Linked DNA regions of Sus scrofa: region 2 is linked to region 1. The links are chromatin contacts, called in public Hi-C maps. All regions are on one chromosome and are shown on one strand. The core of a region is the stretch at or near the end of the contact, and the rest is flanking DNA. Distances in the headings are between cores, read along the strand shown.

What was found. A called contact is a pair of places that touch in the nucleus more often than the background predicts.
Region 2: a contact with region 1 is called in a Hi-C map of liver, with 3 times the contacts expected there. The contact joins the promoter of SRSF6 here to the promoter of IFT52 in region 1. A contact is called at or near these places in 8 of 47 Hi-C or Micro-C datasets (alveolar macrophages, epiblast stem cells, heart right ventricle and 3 more) and 2 of 2 datasets of contacts at active chromatin or transcription factors (alveolar macrophages and skeletal muscle).

What each region holds. Positions count from the first base shown.
Region 1 is chr17:46,204,640-46,211,556 of Sscrofa11.1, reverse strand. IFT52 (intraflagellar transport protein 52 homolog) reads right to left here and starts at 1,601. Exons shown (of 13, transcript XM_021078178.1): 1 at 1,198-1,601. It overlaps SGK2 (serine/threonine-protein kinase Sgk2), which reads right to left. Exons shown (of 15, transcript XM_021078166.1): 14 at 5,859-6,063; 15 at 2,750-3,137. The coding sequence ends at 5,899.
Region 2 is chr17:46,116,051-46,122,935 of Sscrofa11.1, reverse strand. It overlaps SRSF6 (serine and arginine rich splicing factor 6), which reads right to left and starts at 3,324. Exons shown (of 6, transcript NM_001077217.1): 1 at 3,218-3,324; 2 at 2,845-2,993; 3 at 1,427-1,551; 4 at 1,073-1,281; 5 at 861-944; 6 at 396-759. The coding sequence starts at 3,324. The coding sequence ends at 396. It overlaps LOC100520338 (a long non-coding RNA gene), which reads left to right and starts at 4,022. Exons shown (of 7, transcript XR_297849.3): 1 at 4,022-4,200.

The DNA of each region.
Region 1 (6,917 bases), core at 352-2,851:
GTGGGTTAAAGGATCCAGTGTAGATCACAGCGGCAGCTCAGATTCAATCCCTGGCCCTGTAACTTCCATATGCCACGGGTGTGACCATTTAAAAAAAAAAAAATTGCTTTATATAGTAAATCCCTATAAACTGAATTTTATTAATTTTTTTTGTTTTTTGGGTTTTTTTTTTTTTTTTTGTTTTTTTGTTTTTTGCTTTTTAAGGCCACACTCACAGCATATGAAAGTTCCCAGGCTAGGGGTCCAATCAGAGCTGAAGCTATCTGCCTACGCCACAGCCACAGAAATGCAGGAATTTGAGCTACATCTTCGACCTACACCACAGCTCACAGCAACGCCAGACCCTTAACCCACTGAGCAAGACCAAGGATCAAACCTGCATCCTCATGGATACTAGCCGGTTTTGGCAACCACTGAGCCACAAAGGGAACTCCTAATTTTACTATTAATTTTTTATACTCTATTTGGCCATAAGTTCCTGCTCCATTCCATACTTTTTAAATTATTACAGCTTTATAATATATATATTATAATATTTAGGAGTGTTGATAAGAGCTAACGCCTCTTATTACTCTTAATTTTTAGAATTTTCCTAATACTGTTATTCCCATATTTTTATTCTTCAGGGCGAACTTTAAAATCACTTTGTCAGGTTAAAAAAAAAAAATACCCCCATGTTCCACTGCAACTATCTTTCATGTTCTGTTGCATCCATGCCCATGCTTATTTTCACACTGTATAATACAACACTGTATTCTGCCTTCTGATTAGGTTAGTGGTTGCGTAATTACGCCATAATAAACTCAATCACCGCCTTCGAGGGCATCTTTTCCATTTTTTGCCAACATAGACACTACTGAAATTTACATATTTCTGCTTCTGCCATTAATTATTTTTTGTCGAAGGACAAATTCCTAAGAGCAGGATTCCTAGAAAAAGGGGATGAGACTAGGATATTTTGTTATGGTTTCTTGTCCAATGATCTTTCATCTTCAGCAGGATGACTAAAAATCTCCCAGTCAGAGGCGAGCTAAACGTGAGCCCAGTCTGAGGTCCGGGATCCGGGCCTATTATCTGTGCCCCACTTTTACTAAACCCTAGCAGACCCCAATTCCGAAGACGGGCCCAAAGGCCCTCGCCAACTCCTAGGCCTCCCCAACGCCCGGGCCGGTCCACCACGGTCGAAATTCCGCTTACCTGAGGCCCAGTGACCACCATCTCCACTTGACACCACCCAGCGTCCCGCGGCCAGGTATCCAAGGCCGCTTAGCAACAGCGGAGGCGAAGCTGCGCGCTTGGTAGGCGGGGACCGCGGCGTGGATCTACCTCCGGAGCTACGTGATGACGACAGAACTGAAGAAGCCGGTACACCTAGCTCGCCTAGGAGGGGGAGGGACCAGTGAGAGAGGGGGCGGGGCTAACCTCGGACTGTACTATTATTTTGGATGAGGGGTAAATCCAAATAGAACTTGTTTAACTTCAGACCAAAGATAAGCTCATTTTATTTTCTCCTTTAATATCAACTCTTATTAAAATCTGATAAAAACGACAGGCCCCGAGCGCCCAAATTTCGCTCCACTCCGAGAAAGACTAGTGAAGGCTTCCCGCAGCAGTGCGGGAGACCCAGCCTTGATCCCAAGAGCGCAGGCGCAGAGATACGCGAGGCGGGGTGCAGCCATGCGGCGGCGCGTATCCTGCGTCAGGAATGCGTGCCTCGAGTTCGCTTGCGTAATGGGAGGGTTTCAGTCCCCTGGGAGGCTGGGGAAGCCCACCGAGAGGATGGTGGACAGGTTTAGTGGGAGAGTGGGAGGTAAAACGAGGTGGTTCTTTGTGTTTGAATACCCCTGTTGTTCATTGCCAAAATGCCAGGCCTCGGATGAATCAGTGAACCCGCCCTCTGCGCATCCCCAGGCGGGGAGTTACACCTGGCCAGATCCTACCAAAAAGTAAAAATATAAACTGTTTAAGGGATCTGTGAGGGGCGGGAGCTGGGCCGACCGGGGACCCCCACTGAAAGAAGAATGGTTCAATAAAGCAAGGATTGGGGAAGGGCGTTGGGGCAGAAAGAACTGCTTATGCGGAAGAGCCACGTATGGGTTGCCCTGCAGTCGCTGTGAAAATGAGAAACCAGACAGTAGTTTCCACAAATAGGGCACTCTTCTCCCCAGCGGACTGCTCAGTGCCTGCCCTGAGCGAACGTGGATGTGTGTACTAAGCCCGCTACCTGGCTAGCTCAAACGATAAAAGCAGTCTTTGTGATTGATGTTTGTTGCAGTCTGCAGCATGTACAGAGTAGTCGGAGTTTTAGGGTCTTAAAATACAAGACTCCTGTTTCCTTTTCACACCTACTGTCACTGCAAAGTTAAGTGGAAACAGAGTGATTGTGATTTCCCTTCCTGAGGATGCTGTCTTTTGGTGCAAAATTGGGTGAGTACAGTTTGCAGTCAGTGTTTGCTAGAAGACGGAAAGAGGGCCTGCCCAGAGCACCTCTTCCACTTTTGAAGGCTGTAGAAAAAGCAAGCACCTTAGCATCAGCTGCCACCAAGTTCAGTTCCTGTTTGTGTCTTGTACCAGCTGGCTGACTTTGGGCAAGTTGCTTACTGTCTCTGAGTGAATATTTCTTATCTGTAAAGTGAGGTTAATTTCTAAATGCTGGTTTATTGTGAGTTTTGTAGATAATACCTATGAAGCTTAAAATGTGTTTAATAAACAGGTGTGAACGTGTCTGTTCTGATATTCAACAGATCAATACCGTCATTTTTCATTTTTATTTTCTATCCTGGTGAAAATTTTGTGATTTTACAGTCCTAGAACAGATAGAGCAATTATGTGTTTCACAGCCCATAGTGGGTTGTATACTTTTGACAGTACTATCACATTTCTGACAATTACACGCTCTTGCTTTTGGCTTTGGAAAGTTGGGTGAATTTTGGCTTCTCCCTCACCACGTTCCACATTTGTCTATTGGCAGACGCTATGAAGGTGGAAATCAAATCAGAGTGTTTCAGAATTACAGGTCAACGTAACAGTAGCTCTTCGTGACCTGGTTTTTGATTCCCAGTAGGTCAATGTCACTGTCATTGGTGTGTTTTCCATGGGCTTCTAACTTCATCTTCCATAATTCCTGGGGCAGTGGGCTGGGTAGACAAAAAGGTAAGGCAAAGAGTAAGAATGAGTTAAGAGAAAAGCCTATAAAATCACCAGCACACACTGGTGTTAAGAAAGTTCCCCTGTCAGAGTTCCCGTCGTGGCGCAATGGTTAACAAATCCGACTAGGAACCATGAGGTTGCGGGTTCGGTCCATGCCCTTGCTCAGTGGGTTAACGATCCGGCGTTGCCGTGAGCTGTGGTGTAGGTTGCAGACGCGGCTCGGATCCAGATTGCTGTGGCTCTGGTGTAGGCCGTGGCTACAGCTCTGATTCAACCCCTAGCCTGGGAACCTCCATATGCTGCGGGAGCAGCCCAAGAAATAGCAACAATAACAACAACGACAAAAAAAAAAAAAAAAAAAAAAGAAATGAATCCGACCAACTAGGAACCATGAGGTTCGGGTTTGATCTCTGGCCTTGCTCAGTGAGTTAAGGATCTGGTGTTGCCGTGAGCTGTTGTGTAGGTTGCAGACACAGCTCAGATCTGGTGTTGCTGTGGCTGTGGTGTAGGCCAGTGGCTACACTCCGATTTGACCCCTAGCCTGGGAACTTCCATATGCCATAAGTGTGGGCCTAAAAAGCAAAAAAAAAAAAAAAAAGTTCCCCTTGGGAGTTCCCTTGTGGTGAAGTGGGCTAAGGATCTGGCATCACTGTAGCAGCTTAGGTTGCTGCTGTGGCATGGGTTTGATCCCTGGCCTGGGAATTTCTACATGCTGCAAGTAAGGCAAAAAAAAGTTTCCTTCATGTCCACAAACCAAAAAGCTAATAAGACCATCCTGAAGAAGTAGGTGATGAACCACAGGTTTGTCAAAAAGATTTTTTCACTGAAATAAAGCAGCATGATCCATCAGACAAGTGCAGAGTGTCTTGCACTCATGAGGTTTTATATGCTCTCATTTATTCCAGTAAGAATTACTTTTAGAAGTGGCTATTCACCAGGCCTGTACCAGCCCCCACCTCTGTCCAAGGCCTGGGCTCACTATGGCCCTAGATGTGCCAAGTATACAGGGGCATGCAAGGTGGAGCAAAGCATCCAGTTGAATGCTTCCTCTTTGAGACCCCATTTCCCATCACTTGGCTTGTTCCAGCCATCCTGGCTGGGCTCTCCTTAGAGATTTTGACAGTTGATCGCTTGGACCTAACAGGCAGGGTGAAGGGCACACCCAGAGGAGTCATAGGGCTCCAATCCCAGCTCTGGCCCTTATTATCTATGTGACCTCCAGGCAGGGTACAACTTCTCTGATCCTATTTCATCATTGGTAAAAAGAGGATAGATAGAAATAGTTCCTCCCTTAAGGTTGTTTGGATGGAAACTGATAATAGAATTGAAAGCGTCTAGCATCGAAGCTGGTTCAGCATAGGCAGGTGTTCTGAAGCTGACTCTGACCAGTAAAGCAAAAAAGGAGTGGTTAACGGGATCAGAAGCTCTCAAAATCATTGAGAATACTGGAGAAGGAGACTCAAGGCTTCCCAGGAACGATGTGCACCACTGACCTGATTGGGAAATAGATGCTGCCAGCAACTACCAATCGCTACCATTTGCATTGTTGCCACATCTACACCAGGAACTCTGTTTTGTGGGTTTTGTGACCACAGCTACCACATGAAAGAGAGCTCCCTGTTCCTTCCTTGAGTCAAAAATCTACCACAGGTGCATCCTGGGGTCACATGCCTGGTCCAGGCTGCAGGGGAGGCTGGTGGTGGGGGAGGGGGGTAGGTATCTATCTAGCATTTACAGCTACTGTAAGTGGAGGTAGTTACTGCCTCTCATCATAGCCCATTAAGTAGGAGATTCCCTGAAGAGAAGAAGGGGTTCAGATGCCAGGCGGCCCAACCTAATAGCAAATGTCCGATACCACCCACCCAAAGAAAGACATCATCAGCATGGGAAAACAGGGTGTTGGGTGGTACCCTATAGGCTTGTGACATCTCTGTCATTTTACACACTGAGATCGAAATCCAAACACCAAGAGACTCTGGTGGTACAGGGGTCCTGTTGCCTACCCAACATTTTCCCCTTCTCCCTTCGTGTCAGAACCCCTGTGTTATAGGAGAGTAATGTGCCCCACTAAATAGACATATATCCTGGCCTCCACTACAGGTAGGGTGGATGCCTCATAAGATGTAAGCAGGAGTCATCCGGTGGGGCTTCTGGGGAAGCTCTATAAAGGTGATCTTTTGCTCTTTCCTCCTTTTTCCCTGCCCAGGATACGGAAGCAGTGGCTAGAGCTCCACTATCACTCTACGATAGTATAATAATCCTAATAGCAGAACCCACTTGTCAAGGATGGCAGAGCAGAAATACAGAAAGCCGCTGAGTATCTGATGACCTGTTGTACCAGCCCTGCATCCACCTAACACATCCTTCGTTTATGTACTGGAAAAGAAAAAAATCTTTTTTTTTCTCTTTTCACCGCTACACCTGCGGCATATGGAAATTCCCAGGCCAGGGGCCAAATCAGAGCTGCACCCCCAGCCACAGCCAGGGAAACGCTGGATCCAAGCTGCATCTGCGACCTACACTGCAGCTTGTGGCAACACTAGACCCTTAAACCGTTGAGCGAAGCCAGGGCTCAGAACCCACATCCTCATAGAGACAATATTGGGGCCTTAACCTGCTGGGCCACAATGGGAAATCCTAGAAAAGATCTTATTCAAGCTATGGTAACGCTGGGTCTCGGTGACTAGCAGCTGAAGGTAATTCCTTACAGATACCAGCTGGCTCCGTGGTTTCTCAGGTGCTTCTCGTCTAACAATCCAAGATGGCCTCGTCCTCCGGCGCGTAGGAAAATCCCAGGAAGGCACTTGAGGCCCCAGAGCTGCTGGCCATCGTGTCGGGAGTGCAGCCAATGGACTTTGACACGGCTTCTTGGGTGAACTCTGGGTCAAAGTGTTTCAGGTCAGCAGGGCCTGCCTGTGAATATGAGCCAACGATGAGAAGGGAACACGGGGGGCAGAGCTGCCAAAGACGCCCACAGTCCTGAGGGAGATATCAGGGCTCCCCTCTGAGTGCCCCATGGGGGCCCTTAACTGTCACTTACCCATGCATTTACTTTAGTCACTGTATTCCATGAGGTCCAATAACCACCCGTCAATTCCTCCACCCCCCTGGCACCCTGCCTGCTCCACACCAACCCTCCAGACGCTGCTGGTTAGAAGTAGATTATACTCCCTCACACGCAGTGAAGGCAGGATGAAGCTAAACCCTAAAGAGACGTGCACAACAGATACAGAGAACAAAGAGAGATGGGAGGGGGAGCAAGTAGATGAAGGGGCTTAAGGGGTGCAAACCACTAGGTATAAAGTAAGTTACAAGGATGTAATATACAGCACAGGGAATATAACCAATATTATATAATAACTTTGTATAGAGTAATCTATGAAAAATAACAAATCACTATATTGTACACCTGAAACTAATATAATGCCATAAGCCAACTATACCTCAATAATTTAAAAAAAAATAAAAATAAATAATAAACTGAAAAAATAATAAAATACATTCACACTCTTTGACTTGGTAATTCCCCATCCAGAATCAGAACCGTGGGCAAAATATACACTTAATGATATTCATCAGTCCATTACAATAAAGAAAAAGTGGTAATAACCTCAAGTTCACCATTAGGAATATAGCTGAATAAATTATGTTACCAACATAGGGTGGAAATATTATATAGGCACTTGAAATCATACTTATCAAGTCTTATATGACTTAGGGAAATAATGACATCATTTTTAGCAAAAAGAAAGGGAAGATGACACCTA
Region 2 (6,885 bases), core at 2,075-4,574, 90 kb after region 1:
AAGCCTTAAGTATTCAAAGCTTGAAACGGTTAATTTAAAAGCAAACAAATATAACGACAACAAAACCCCTGCAGCAGATCCTGCTGAAATACTTAAAAAAAAAAAAAAAAAAATCTAAATGAGCTTAATCTTTACAAAAGTTGTTTTAGCTCAAAAGCTATAAAATCAAAAGTTATCTTAATTCTACAAAGAAGGGAGAGGATCTTTGACTTCATGGCATTTCTTTAGAACCTCATCTTTTTCATCGAATTTGGCCACAAATCAAATTTTTGTGTGCCCCTCTTTTCAGGAGATTCCACTCGCAGAAGAGGCCAAATATAAACATGGAAGAGTAACTGCCTAAGCAAGTAGGAAAAGTGTTCCGTTATAGTGTGCAAAGAACCAAAAGTTCTGGGTTAATCCCTGGAACTCGATCTGGATCGTGACCTTGACTTTGAACGAGATCGAGAACGGGATCTTGAAGCTCTTTTTGGTGGAGGAGACACAGAACGGGCCTTTGAGGGTGGAGCAGGTAGGGGTGAATGGGAACGAGACTGGCTCCTTGATCTAGATTTTGACTTTACATCACCTTTTCCATTTTCTTTGGGGGAACGAGATCGAGAACGAGACCTGCTTCGAGATTTCTCATACTCATCCTTTGATCTGCTTCGAGAGCGTGAACGGGATCCCCGATCAGACTTGGCCTTAGACTTGCTTTTTGATCTAGATTTTCTGCCCTTTGAACGGGAACGTGATCGACCTTTGCTCCGAGACCTGGATCTAGACAAGAAAAGCCAGATTGCTCAATATCTCGCCAGGACACCCAAGTGCTCTATGAAACAAAGTATGTTATTCAGAAAAACACTCAAGGACACATTTACCGGGAGCGACTTTTCGAGATACTTCGAGATCTACTGCGGCTACTCCTACGACTCCTACTTCGTGACCTTCTTCTAGATCGTGACCTACATGTAACAGGAAATAGGATAAATCTTCATCCCAAGACATCTCGACATGAATATTTGTACAACTTCCAATACGGTGTACCAAAAGAAACTAATATTCCCCCCCTCCATACCCTTCAACAAGTTACCTTGATCTGCTTCCAGAGTAAGACCGCCTATGGCTTGTTCGCGGTTTATCTTCAATGAGTCTGATATTTCTCCCATTGATTTCTGTACCATCCAGCTTATCTAAAGCACGCTTCATGTCAGAGTAGGAGCGAAACTCAATGACGCCTTCGTTTGTGCGTTCTTTGTGAGCATCCGCATAGGTTACTTCACCTGCTTGCCTCATGAAATCCTAAAAGAGCAGTAAGACCGGTCAGACTCAGAAATCTAAAGGAAAAAAGATCTATGTGCTATATTTGATTCTCAGAAATGAAAGAGCAATACAAAAGCCTACCTTCTAAACATTAGTCATACCACCTTTAAGTTATAGCACTTACCTTTAAATCCTGCCAACTGCAACGACTAGAAAGATTTTCTACAATAAGCCTGAATTCTGTGCGTACAGGTGGTCCGTATTTGTCTCTGCCAGAGGTTCTCCGACTGCTGTATCCACCTCCACCACCTTTATCACATGAAGAGAACAATTAGGTGTTTTGTAATGATAGGGATGCATAGTTTTTGAAAGTTAGTACAAACATATTAACTTTTATTTACTGGAGTAGGACTTTGCTATTATATTGCTAAACCTTCGATACAGTTGTGATTTGCCATAAATTAAATTAAGGGCAAGTCAAATAGACTAAATCCAACTAAACTTCTCCTACAATCTGTTAGAGAGTGACTGCTCCTTTATTCAATTTACCTCGCTAAGTTTTATTTTACAGAACATTGTAAAATATAAAACTTAACTGATTACATGCATTTCTACATTTTACAAAAATGTTTACTAGTTACACTAAGTACTTACATCACAGTGTGAGGTTTTTGGTGGTGGTTTGGCCACAAAACACGCAAGGTAACAGTCACCTAGTTCAGATTAACCAGTTTTGTCTAACCCTCGGAATCCTCACCATCACCCTGCGTCTAATGGCAAAAGGCTGCTGTCGTCATGGCTTCCGGTAAGGTCAGCCAAAGGGTCATAGGGCAAGGGTCACACAATGTATGGAAAAGCCAAGGCCAATCAGGAAAGGCAGTCATCTTAGCCTCAGTGGACACAGCCTCAGCCCCATTGGTCACTTTCAAATTGAAACATCAAGGACTTGTTAAAAAGTTTGAATTCAACATGCAACAATTTCAACATCAAACATTTAACATAACCAAAATCCCCCCACCTCCTCCCCATAACATGCCCCAACTAGTTCAAATATAGCATAAAGCTCATTTAGATCTACTTTGTGGTACAATACCACATTACGTCAAAATAACATTTTCTTTGGCCCCTGCCAATTTTAATAACTTTAAGTCCTAAGCTTCAAACTCCACCCCTTCCCCCGCCCCCAACCCCACCTCCACCCCAGCCTGTCCCCAAACCTCCATGCTAAATCATTCACATTTCTACCTAATGCACTGACAGGTAAGCGAGGGAGATACAAGTACAGCCAACCCTCGCTTCCTCCGTAGGCAGAGCCCACGACAGTGCTGACAGGGGCCCAGCACACGTTACCCCCTCCCGACTAAGCAACTCCCGCCCCCAAACACACAAACTCCCGCTAGGCAAAACCCACCACCCAATCCCCGCGCTCCGGCGTCCCGTGGCTTTCCCGGGCAGGCGTGAAGGCAGCGGGCCCCGGGGACACCCGAGTCAAGCGACCCGGGCCAACGCGCCTGCCCGGCTGGGAGGCCCCACCCCGCCCCCCTAAGCCTGCACCCGCCCCCGGGGTCCCAAGGACACGGAGCGCGCGGGGGTGGGACTCACTGCGGCTTCCGTAGCTGTAGCCGTCGCGATCGCGGCGCGGGCCCCGGGCGTGCTCCACGATCACGCGCTCGCCGCAGAGCTCCTTGCCGTTCAGCTCGTAAACGGCGTCGTCGGCGTCGCGGGAGTCCTCGAACTCCACGAAGCCGTACCTGAGGGCGGCGCGAGGGCCGGAGACCGGCGGACGTCGTTAGGCCGGGGGCGCGCACGCGCGCTGCTCCCGCTCCTCGCGCGCTCCCGCGGCCCCGCGCGGCCGCCATCTTGGCGGCCCTGCCACGCGGCACCGCGGCCTTGGCCGTCTCCTCCCTCCGATGGGCCCTGCCGCCGTAGGCCCGCGGCGCTGCGGGCGGACGCGGGCGCCCAGCCTCCGACTCACCCATTTTTAAGGTCAATTTCGAGAAGGCGGCCATAGCCGCTGAAAAAGCGCTGGATGTCCTTCTCCCGGACGTTGTAGCTCAGGCGTCCTATGTAGACGCGCGGCATGTCCGTGGCGGGCGAGGGGCCCGAGGGCTGGCTGTCGAACGACGAACCGCAAGGCAGAAGCCGCGGTGCGGGTGCGGGGACGGCAAAAGCCCGGACACGCGCCTCACACCGCAGTGGCGGCCGAGTCCAGCCACACAATGGTGCGCGCGCGCCTGGGCTACGCTATAAGGGCGAGCGGCCAGGGGCGGGGCCCGGCGCGTGACGTCAACGCGCAGCACGTACCCTCCCGCGCTGAAGCGCGGAGCGCGAGAGTGACTTGCGGGACCTCCGCGCTCCAAGTTTCAGGGAAGTGCGGTTCTATTCGCTCACCGAACTTTCTCCACACATCTTTGTAGACGTCGTATCCCGTCGTCCAGTCAAGGACTTGTTTTCTAATCTGTACCTTAAAAAAAACTTCCTCTGTGAGTTCTCTCCGGGACTCGCGCTTGGGAGGCCGGCTAGGAAAATCCCTCTTTTCATTGGTTATCGAGGTTGTCACTATAGGCCTCCCTGGTCTCTGATTGGTTTTGGGAACGAGGCTGCAAATTTCCCCTATGGATCGCTCAGCTTGCGCTCTGCCTAGTGTAGAAGGCGTTCTCCACACGGTTAGCTGCCTATTTCCACAGAATCCGAAGTTAGCGCTCTGAGGTCGTGGTGACGCGGTCGGGAGCGCACGGTACTGCTGGCTTCTATCCCTCGTGGTCCCACTTCACCGCCTCCTTTTACGGCCACCTGTCCTTCCAGGGGGTCTTTCTTGGAGCACCGTCACCTGGAGTCACCTGTAGATTGAGGTGTGCATGGCAACCCCCCCGGCTCGCTGCGGGTGCTGGAAAAGGGAGGCGGGCCAAGGCCTCCGGCCCAGAAAGTTGAGCAAGACCTGGCAACCTTCCCACAGAGGTACGCTCATTTTCTCCCCCGTGTGGAGAGGCCGTAGTCCCAACGCGATCCCTTCCCATTATCTATACCGCAAAAACACGCACATTTTGGAGTTTACCACTAGAGTTGCCAGTTAAAGCTGGCGAATTAGATGAAAACCAGGAGTAAAGTTTAAGTGGAGAGCAGAAGACCCTGGCGTCGTCTTGGAACTTAAGTAAGGGGAAGGAGTGCCTGGAGAGGTGGAGAAAAGAGCCCGAGGGCGTTGTGTCACACTAGCTGAGGGGAAAGGGCGTTGCCGCGATAATACTGGCTGTGTACGTATTTCTGTATATTCCAGCGCTTCGGGAGCAAGGCAGCCTTGCACTCTACAGCTTCTAGTTGGAAGGTGGCAGTTTTGCCCCCCGGGGGACATTTGGCAAAGTCAGGGGGTCTGACAGTTGTGACGACGGGGGGAGGGGGAGTGTTAATAACTGGCGGCTAGTGGTAGAGGCTACGCTCAGCTTAAAGTTAGGTGAATAAAACGTATTGATAGATCTTTAAAAAAAATTAGTGGGTCGTGATAATTAGGGAAAGGAGGATTAACAATGGGATAACATTTTTTTTCACCCTTCGAACTGTCAATATTTTAAAGTTTGTTAAAATTCACTATTGGCAAGAGGTGAACCAGGAAATGCTACTCTGAACATTCCTTTGGGGAAGGTAATGGGGCTACTTACTAAAGATGCATATGGGGAATGGGGTGTCACCTCCTCTCTCCTTGCAGTTCATTTGTCCAGAAAGAAAAATGCAACTGATGCCATTTCGGCGCTCTCTCACCTCTTTCTCCAGAGCCCAGTGGCTACTCTTAACAAAAAATTTGAATAGCGATGATAATATTTGGTACTCTCAGATATCATTATTGAAGGGACTGTTGGGCCATCCACATTCTGTGGACTCTTGCTGATAATCTCACTCACCTCTGTTGACATTTTGGAAGAAAAAGTCAAAGGAGAAAAGATGAATGCAGCATGGGATCTATCTCATTTCTTTAGACTCTGTGGCAGTGTCTGAAGTGTCTTTAGACATGATGGCAGATAAAATCAGTACTTTTGAAAGGTAACTGCAGGAGTCTTTCAGCCAGAGAGAGGAGCCTCAATCTGACCCAGAAGAGAGTTAATAACTTCAAATCTGTAATTGCCCAGATTGTAAAGTACAGCCTAGAGCTGGGCACACTTGTGGTTTTCAAGCTATTGGATATTTTTACATGTATTAATCAGAAACCAAAGGTATTTCCCAAGTACTGTGTGATTCAAAGTGATGTAAGCTGGATTCTGATAGGTTTTTCTGTTTTATACCTAAAAAATGTATCATTCTGGGGCTGTCATATTAATTGGATTTTGGGAAAACATGGCACCTCAAGTGGGTGGAGTGGAATGCCTTGTAGCAAACAATGGCCCCAGGCTGAATCAGGCCTGCCTCACGTTTCATAAATAAAATTCTACCTTTATGGTTGAGCAGGCCACAACCACTTACTTACCTATTGTCTGTAACCCACAACCACAGTACTGAATAGCAGAGATTGCCCACAAAACCTAATGTGTTTACAAGCTGGTTCTTTACAGAAAAAGTCTGCCTACCTTTGGTCCATGTTGTAAAGATGCCTGTGGTATGTTGTTGAGTAAAAAAGGCTAGTTTTAATATATGCATGGTTTCATTTTTTTGTTTGTTTGTTTGTTTTTTGTCTCTTGAGGGCCGCATCTCCGGCACATGGAGATTCCCAGGTCAGGGGTCCAGTTGGAGCTGTAGCTGCTGGCCTATACCAGAGCCACAGCAACGCGGGATCCGAGCCCCGTCTGCAAGCTACACCACAGCTCACAGCAACACCAGATCCTTAACCCACTGAGCGAAGCCAGGGATCGAACCTGCAATGCCATGGACCCTAGTTGAATTGTTTCCATTGCGCCATGGTGGGAACTCCTGATTTCATTTTTATAAACAACAACCACCTCAAACCCCCAAGCCCCAACCCTATGTGAGTGTATATGTGGGTAAGAGTTGGTTTTGTGGTTGTCTTTGAAAATTAGTGGGGGCAGGTCCTACCCAATCATGTTTCTGTTAATCTGTTAATCCTCTCCCAGCATGCCTTACCTCTCCTTCTCCTACCACCCACCTACCACAGGGCCTTGGCATTGACCATCTCCCAGTATCTGAAGCTCTCTTTTCCGGTGGTTTGTCCCCTCACTTATGGTTTTTGCTCAAAATTATTTTGTCCCACCTCTAACCACTCATTTTATTTTCTCTAATACTATTTTATTGAGATAGTATTGACATATAACACATGTAAGTTTAATGGAGTTCCCACTGTGGCTCAATGGCATCAGTGGCGTCTCTGCAGCACCAGGATGCAAGCTCCTCCCCTGGCCTAGTGCAATGGGTTAAGGATCCAGGGTTGCCTCAGCTGTGATATAGGTCACAGATTATCATCAGATCTGATGATTCCTGGTCCGGGAACTCCATATACCTTGAGGTGGCCAAAAAAAATAAAGTAAATGACACATGTACAGTGTGATGATTTGATACATGTTTATATTGCAAAATGATCATCACAGTAAGGTTAGTTAACAGCTCCATCTCCTCGTAGAATAACTCGTTTTTGGTGTGTGTAGGGGGTGATAATTTTTAAGATCTATGCAACTTTCAATTCGTTAATACAGTATTGGTAATTAA